Linked DNA regions of Rattus norvegicus: regions 2 and 3 are each linked to region 1. Evidence: chromatin contacts called from public Hi-C data. All regions are on one chromosome and are shown on one strand. Each heading gives the region's core, a stretch centred on a gene start, on an enhancer-like site or on the middle of the called end of the contact. The rest is flanking DNA. Distances are from core to core; before and after follow the strand shown. Region 1 overlaps Iqsec1 (IQ motif and Sec7 domain ArfGEF 1). Region 2 overlaps Nup210 (nucleoporin 210). Region 3 has its middle 17 kb from the start of Hdac11.

The links. Hi-C and Micro-C count contacts between places; a contact is called where the count stands out from the background.
Region 2: a Hi-C map of the A7r5 cell line shows a contact between it and region 1, with 4 times the contacts expected there. The contact joins two enhancer-like sites. A contact is called at or near these places in 3 of 12 Hi-C or Micro-C datasets (the A7r5 cell line, frontal cortex and psoas muscle).
Region 3: a Hi-C map of the A7r5 cell line shows a contact between it and region 1, with 3 times the contacts expected there. The contact joins two enhancer-like sites. A contact is called at or near these places in 6 of 12 Hi-C or Micro-C datasets (the A7r5 cell line, Schwann cells, frontal cortex and 3 more).

Annotation. Positions count from the first base shown.
Region 1 is chr4:124,797,822-124,800,521 of GRCr8, forward strand. The region is part of intron 1 of Iqsec1 (IQ motif and Sec7 domain ArfGEF 1); the gene reads right to left. Among named protein-coding and RNA genes, the nearest start is that of Iqsec1, 28 kb to the right of the region's middle. Within about 2 kb of position 1,255, at least 38 of the 93 cell types and tissues checked have an H3K27ac peak or open chromatin away from gene starts, as enhancers often do. A contact at or near this core is called in the A7r5 cell line, where this site is marked.
Region 2 is chr4:125,132,573-125,135,410 of GRCr8, forward strand. Nup210 (nucleoporin 210) reads right to left here. Exons shown (of 40, transcript NM_053322.3): 7 at 1,064-1,222; 8 at 438-506. Among named protein-coding and RNA genes, the nearest start is that of Nup210, 33 kb to the right of the region's middle. Within about 2 kb of position 1,354, at least 52 of the 93 cell types and tissues checked have an H3K27ac peak or open chromatin away from gene starts, as enhancers often do. A contact at or near this core is called in the A7r5 cell line, where this site is marked.
Region 3 is chr4:125,189,037-125,191,745 of GRCr8, forward strand. No RefSeq gene overlaps it. Among named protein-coding and RNA genes, the nearest start is that of Hdac11, 17 kb to the right of the region's middle. Within about 2 kb of position 1,400, at least 13 of the 93 cell types and tissues checked have an H3K27ac peak or open chromatin away from gene starts, as enhancers often do. A contact at or near this core is called in the A7r5 cell line, where this site is marked.

The DNA.
Region 1 (2,700 bases), core at 5-2,504:
AATGTTTGCAAACTGCAGGAGCCAGAGTCCCTCACAAAAGGGAGCATTGGTCTCTTTCTTTATTCCTCCACTGCACAGACCTCGGTGGTGGCCTCCAGTCTCATGGCCCCTTCCCCAGGCACCAGCTACCCAGGAATATCTGGGGTGCTTGGGAGACAGGAGCAGGTCCCCAAACCCCGAATGTGCTATGTGACCTTGGACATGTCCCTGCCTCTCTCTGTCATCAGATTCTTGGGTACTCTCTCCAGCACAATACTCAGTGGCTAGGCTGTGGGCAGTGTGGCACATTGAACCACCTTTTAGCCTGTCTTTTCCAGTACTGGGGATGGAGGGGGCAGGGGGCACATCTGGTTTTCAAATTCAACTCCTGGGCTTTTATGGGCATCCGAGTTGAGAGGCCTGGCCACCTTGCCAGTCCATGAAGAGCAGAGCACAGTGCTGGGGGCAGGGACGGGTAACTAGAAGGCCATGCTGGTGCCTCCTCTGGAGTTGGAGAGGGGCTGCACTGACTGGTCAGTATGAGCACAGTCAGGCAGATGCTGGCGATGAAATGGGACAGTGGCTCAGCAATGTGCACAGCCAGACTCCTGATCTAGCCACCAGGTTGGAACTGAGCATGCTCAGAGCAACACACACAACTGACCAGGCAGTGCCCACTGCTGTCCTTGGTAGGCTCATGAAGTGGACAGAGCCAGGGGAGGGGACACCCATTGTCATTTTTCTGCTCAGTTTGTTCCAGTGACAGATCAGCTGTGACAGTTTACAGCTTGGCAATTTAGAGTGGGTACTACCCAGTAGAAACATGGAAGGGGGTTTTCCCTGGGACTTTGTACACTTTCTCTGCTGACCAAGCTTGCCAAGGCACAGAATAAGGACAATTGCTGTGATCAGAGTGAGGGTGGGATTTCTCACACCAAGCCTCACCCTAAGGTCCCAAGCCTAGGTTGTTAGAGAGGAATGGGGTTTCCTTTACCAGCCCCCAGCAAATCTCACAACCCTACAGCTTGCCTCTTGTCACGTATAGGACTGGGTCCGGAGGTTTCACTATGTCCTGCCCCTAAACCTTGACCCTTGAACTGATTTCACTGGGAGGGGCCTACCAGGAGGACCCCTGAGACCAAGATCTTGCAGGAGGGGCTGCCCGAGGCCACACAAGCAGGGCCAATTTTGGATCAGGTCCCTTTGGCCCAGGCTGCTCAGCCTGAACTAAGCTTTCACCCACTCCCGGGCGCGTCCAGCAGTGTGGAGCAAATTCCTGAGATGCTTCTAACTCCCTCCCGCCCGCAGGCTCGGGACTGGGAAGCGCTGGCCGGGTTTCTCCAGGTGGAGGAGGGGGAAGAGGAAAGGAGGTGAGGGTCATAGGGCGACCCCGGCACTCTGTCCCAACACAGCGGGAGGCACCGCATTGGCGTGGAAGGCGCCTGCCCCCACCCAGGTTGCCGGCTCCCCGCTGCGCGGTCCGCAGAGCGCAGAAGCTATTCGGTCGCGTCCTCCGCGCGTCCCAGGGGCCGCCCCGCACCACCCCGCTTGCAAAGCCAGTGGTGCCGAGTCCCCCGAGTCTGCAAGCCCTCAACGCGCGCGTGCGCGCGGAAAACCACCGCGGCTCCCTAGCCCTCCGGGGTCCGCATAGCCCGGTCCCGCAAGGGGGCTCCGCGCCCGGCCCGCCCGCTCCTACCTCTCAGTGTCAGCAGCCGCCGAGCGCGCGCCGACCCGCCGAGAGCGCGGCCCTTACGCGTCGGGCCGGCGGGGCGCGGGGTCCAGGGGCGCACAGAATCGGAGCCTGACCCCGCGCCCCCGCCCGACGTGACCTTGGCGGGGGTCCTCTCTCTGTCTGGCCTCAGTTTCCCCCTTCCGAAGGTATGTGTGCACGCGCGCGCGCGCGTGTGTGTGTGTGTGTATGTATGTGTGTGTCGGGGGCGGGGAGGACGGGTGCCGCCCCAACCAACGACGTCACCGGAGCCCAGGCGAGTGGAGGGCGCTGGAGGCCGCGGGGCCGCCGCAGCGGATAGGCCAGGTGGCCAGGCACGCAGAAAAACGGCGCGGAGTCGTCGGCACGGCGGCACCTTTCCTTTCTCCTACGTACCTCAAGATCCCCCAAATCAACCCCCAGCCAAAAAGTAGCCCTGGCCCACACTCCCCAGCCCTCCCAAGAAGAACTGAATCCCCTGCGGCCAGTGTTCCTCCTCCCGCACTCGTCGGCAATTCTCCGAGACAGGCCAGGGAGGGCAAGCCACTGAGTCAGGACTGCTGAGGTTTATCTGGGCACCACACCCCTCTGCTTCCCCTCTAGGACCCACACTATTCTGTTGAAAGGAGGGCGAAGGATCCTGGCCTAGAGGCTGCGCCCTATATCCTTCTAGAGCAATGGACTCCAAATGGGCACCAAATAAATACTGTGACGGGTCTCAAGTAGCCTGGCAACTGTCTTTGAGATTGGGGTAGGGGAGTTTGCACCGAGAACCCTAAGTTTGGGAAAGGAATAGACTGGATAAGGGTGGTGGGCCTGGAAGGGATAGAAATAGGGAAGGTGCTCGCGCAGGGCTATGCCTAAGAAAAATACAAGTGTGAGAAAGCGTTGCTAGGTGTGCAGTGGAGAGCAGAGGCCGGGGAGCACACGACAGCCCACCCTGAAAATGGGGCTGTCCTTCCTAGGCAGTGGCCCCACGCCTCCCACCAGGTGGAGCAAGGGCGCCAGGAAAG
Region 2 (2,838 bases), core at 104-2,603, 330 kb after region 1:
GTACTGGCAGTCATTGAAGCTCCTAGATCCTCCTGGGCTTCAGGGTCTTTAGTGCTACTGGTGGTTCCCCCTGATGCTGCTTTCTTCCCTGCCAAGGTACTGCCATCTGTCATGTCAACCAAAAGGTGCTCTGTAACTCAGCTAAGCACAGGGTCCCCAACCTGGACAGGTCCAGAGGAGCACTCAGGTCTGCATGATGCCAGCGCTGAGGACTGATGGCCGTGAGCAGGGCAGAGGGTGTGGCCACTGTGGGAGCTACTGTACCTCTGCAGATTTGTGGGTTTGCTTTTACTGACTGGTCCAAGGGACTGAACCCAGAGCCCTTCTCATATTAGCTAAGACGTACAGTGCTCAGCTCCTGCTTTTATGTTTTGATCTTTCAAACTGATGGAGTCACAAGCAATCAATGTCTAGGAAACCTCAGGGGTCACACTTACCTAGGTACCCGGCTTCAACCACATAGATGGTGCTGTTGGGCAGCCTAGAAGCTCCTTGCATACGGATGCCTGAATTCTTAATTAAGGTATAAAACATAAGGTACGAAAGGCAAAGCAGCTAGGGTTTCTGCCTGACGCACATGGTTTGAGCATCATGCAGATACCATGCACTAAGAGGCGGGTGAAGAACCCGTAGCTTCCGCCAATTACAGCAAAGACGTTGGTGAGTCAAGACCCTCCCTGTACTGTCCGTCTACCCTACAAAGCAGAGTCTCTGCAAGGAACACCCGGGACCACAGGGCATACAATCAATCTTGGGTTATAACAACCTCTGTGCCAGTATTCGCACAGCTTCTGCCAGGCCCCCTCTCAGGGGACTGTGGTTCCTGAGAAGCTTCCAGAGGCCTGGAGTGACGTATGCCTCTGCCGCAGACTCCCGTCTCCGGGAGTCTCTGTGAGTCATCCAGAGGTGAGCAATTCCACTCAGCGGGTTGCTATTTAGGCTCTTTCTGATTTTCAGACAGATGGGGAAACAGGGCTATTTTTAGTCCTGGCTGGCTTTTAAGGGAGAAAAACAACTTGGCTTCAAAGCAGTCGGCACGACACAGTGCCTGAGCGGAGGATATTCCTGTGGCCCAGGACCAGGTTGCTCTGTCCCATCTGCATGGCAGTGACTCTTGATGTGTCCTGGGTCAGGACGGCCACAGGACGGGCAGGGTCTCCCTGGGGATCTGGGATGCTGTTCTGGAGCTGCAGCTCGTACTGATCGGAAGGCATTGAGAGTTCTGTATGAAAAAGAGACAAGAAAGGCAGGGAAGGTGAAGGTGTGAAATGCTGCATACCAGTACAGCCATCTCCAGCCCTGACTCATGGGGCCTGCTGTCAAGATAGCTGCTTGAAGAATGCTAGCACTGGTGAGCATCTGACTATCCCCCAGAGTGAGCAAGCTCTTCTCTCCATCTGGACCCAGTGGGGCTCTCACTGTACTACCAAAAAGGCTGTGCCTGATGGGCTTCCATGGGTTTTCTGATGCTCAGCAAAGAATGACCCTTGTCCTGAGCACTCTCTGTGCTCCCCCTGGGTCTATTTTGTGTAAAAATGCCTTTGCCAACAAGAAACCATGACAAAGAACAATTCCCCAGGAAATCACCGGTTCTCGAAAACCCACCATCTTTACCATCTGAGAAGAGAACGCAGCACTTTTGTTTGAATGACAGCTCCTGGATAGGAATTCAACTTCCCAGAAAGGAGAAGTGAGACTGGACTCCACGGTGAAGGTGCTCTAGTCTTGCTTAGGTATCTCATGACCAATTTCCCTCATCTCATCTCTCAACAACCATGGGAACAAGGACTACTGACATCCCCATTTCAGAGAGGGCTGAGCAAGCCAGGTGAGAAGCTAGCTCATGTCTGCCATGACTTCCACGGCCTTAAGAACCTAAATTTCATATGCTAGAAAACATGTCATGGATGGCTCAGTGTGTAAAGCACTCGCTGAGTCAGGAGGAGGATGTTCAAAGGTGTCCAAAAGGGTGTTCAAAACCCAGCACCGGCACAAAGCTAGTAGCAGTAACATGCGTTTGCAATCCCAGCATTCCAATGACAAGATGGGAGAATCCCCGGAGGCTTGCATGTCAGCTGGCCTGATGTATTTAGCAGTAAGTAAGAGGCCTTGTTTTAAATGAACAGTGGGACCAACATTGAGGTTGTTCTCAGACCAGTGGCAATCATACCCTTATGCTCACACACCCCAACACAGGCAGGCATACCCTACGTTCACACACCCCGACAGAGGCAGGCATACCCTACGCTCACACACCCCGACACAGGCAGACATACCCTATGCTCACACACCCCGACACAGGCAGACATACCCTACGCTCACACACCCGGACAGAGAGGGTAGGGATTGACGATTGGGGGCTGGAGTGGTGGCTTAGGGATTAAGAATGCAGAGGACCTGAGTTCAGTACTCAGCACCCATTTGGACAACTCACAACTCTAGCTCCAGGGGAGCTGATGCCTATGGCCACTGCAGGTACCTGCACGCACGTGCATATACTCACAAAGAGATACAGAATTTTTAAAACTTAATTTTTTGAAAAGATTTAGAAATTAAAAACAAAACAATGTATCCTAGGGGAAACTGGTTAGGTCACTAGGACCTGGCCTTGAAAGGAATGAAGTTAGGTCTGGAACCCCAGCTAGCTCCTGAAAGAGTGGGTGGTTATAAAGGGGCAGGCCTGGCTCGTGGCTTCCTCTCTTACCTCCTGCTGCACATGGTGCCGCACCAGGCTCTACCTGTCTTGAGGGAAAGCAGCCAAGGGAGCTGCAAACAACAGGCAGGCTGAACAACAGCTGGTGCTTTTGGATCCCCAAAATGTCTTACATCCAGGAGCAG
Region 3 (2,709 bases), core at 150-2,649, 390 kb after region 1:
CTAAGATCACTGCCACTCTGCTCTTGCACGAGACCCAACTTCTCTTCCCAGTACCACATGGTGGCTCACAACCGTCTGTAACTCCAGTCCCAGGGAATCTGATGCCTTCTTCTGAACTCCATGGGCACCAGGCACACATGTACCGCACACACATACAGACAAAACACCTACACCTTTAAAATAAATAAACCTAAAAGCTATAAAAGCAACAACAACAACAACAACAACAACAACAGCAACAACACCCCGAGCTTCTTGTCAGCTTTTATCACTGTGACAAAACACCTGACAGAAGCGACTTAAGGCAGGAAGGATTTATTTTGGCTCACTGGAGATTTCAGTCCACCGTGGCAGCAGGAACAAGCTAAAATTTCTTTCAAAGGTCCTAGTGCCCATTTCCGCCAATCAGACCTTACTTTAAAAGATCCTATAGCCTGCCCAAACTGTGCCACCCCCTGAGAACAAGTTTTTAAACAGGGGAGCCTGTGTGGAACGTTTCACATTCAAACCATACCTAACAGACAGGAGGGCTGTGATGGCTGTGACATTAGAAGCTGCTGTCTGCAGTTCCAAGTTCCGTCTTCCACTTGGGCAGACAAAACGCAGGGTGCTAGGCTGCATTTCACCCTACGCTGATATCAGATGTTAAGTTTGTGGGAAGTGCTGCACTGCTTAGGGGTGAGAGAGCACAGGATGGGGACCCCAGCCTGGATGGGAAGCGAAGCAGGCTGAGGCCAAAGCTGGTGTTCCCTAACCCCTGGATACCCGGACACCGCTGGGAATCAGGAGAAGTCAGAACAGGCCCACAAGCCAGCGAAGACCAGCCCAGGACTGAGGAGAAGGGGAACTCCAGCTTTGCTTAGCGGCAAGTGTCCAGGAACATGGAGGGGCCTTCTGTGGGAGCCTTAGGCAGTGTGGCTCTGTACAACAAAGGCTTTTTCACATGGCTATTTTTGATGAGGGAGACAGTCCTTGGTTCCAAACTGCTTTTGATTGTTCATCGTGGAGAATAGGTGTATACAACTTCCTCAGCGTGGACCAGAGATTAAATACCTTTTGTAGGAAGAAATGTCTAGGAAGGGAAGCTTATTGGCTAAATCCTCAGGACCATCTAGATATCTCACTAGCACGCAGAACTCTGTTCTGTGGTTCGTGACTGGTGGTCACATTCTTTATGTGGGGAGTTGTGGTCACGTGTTCCAGGCCAGGCATCTGGTCGGGAGCAGATGAAACACCTATTGTCCTCAGGTATGAGGGTGCCAGGGTTTCTGAATCCACTCGACCCTTATCAAGTTTTCTGGTATGGTCCACTGCTCCACACTGTCTCGGCACCCACTGCCACTAGCAACTGATGCCTGTTTGTTCTCTCCCGGCTTAGGCCACCAAGAGCTGGCTGATGACTCACGGAATAGCACTTTGCGGACCTCTGGGTCAGCAGGAAGCAACCAAGCCCAAGCTCCCTCACCACACTTCTCTGGAATGCTGTTTCACAGCGCCGCCTTGTGGCAGAAAGAAAAGCATTAGAGTTACAGAGTGGACTCGGCTCCTTCTGCTGGCTTTGAGTTCCCAGGACTGACCCTCTTGTTTCAGAGGAAGCACCAGAGGGGTCCAGGATCTAGTGGTTTAGGAGAGGAGGTTCTAGAAGGACATTAAAAGAATTCTGTATTATGTGAAGCTTGAGTTTTGAAGTCTGTGCATAAAACTCAAATTCCATTATAGTTAACTTATCTTTGAAATTTACCCTTAAGTTATCCTCAACAGAAAGTAGGACCTGATAAAATGTAGATGCTGTATGATCTGAGAGATAGATGTGATAAAATGTGTTTTCCAGAGTGGTGATTCTATGTACCTTTAGGAGTTCCCTTAATGGGAACTCTTTAGGTCATTTGTGGTGTGCCCTTGAAAGAGATTAGGAGATGCCCCCATGGGTGTCTCTGTCTCTGTCTGCCTGTGCCTGTGCCCCCCCTTTCACTCTCCAGATCACAAATACGTTACTTGATCCACATCCTCCCTCTATGATGCGCTGTCTTCTCAACCACTCATCTCTAGACTGCAGACTCCAAAGTCATTGGCCAAGAGAAATATCATTTATTTATTTATTTATTTATTTATTTACACAAGTGGTTTGCCTGCATCCATGTCTATGCACCATGTGAGTGCAGTAGTCACAGAAGCCAGAAGAGGGCGTTGGATCCCCTGGGGCTGGAGTTACAGCTGCTTGAGAGCCGTTCTGGTAGGAATTGAACCCCAGTCTTCTGGAAGAGCAGCTTCTTAATCACCGAGCCATATTATATTTCAAACCTATGTGAATATGTGTTTGTGCGTGGGTATGTGCAAGTGAGCGCAGATACCCGTGGAGCCCAGCAGGGAGCCTTGGAGATGGAGTGATAGGCTGTGCGAACTATTGAGCGCTGGTGCTGGAAACCAAGCTCTCCCAGGACAGCATGTGCTCTTGACTGCTGAGCCATCTCTCCAGTGCCAAGCACTAAAGAATTAACTAAATAATATAGTTATTTTCCTCAGGTATTTTGGTATACTAATGGGAAACTAACAAATACATTGTCCTTGAAAAATAAAAAAATCAGCCGTTAAGGTTTTTCCTCTTTCAAGTTTAGGTCTGCCTTTGCCCTTCCTCAGTGAAAATCAGGCGTAGTTTGGAGGAACCTGGGGGGAAAGTTATATATTAAAGCTCCCCTTCTCCCTCTTCTC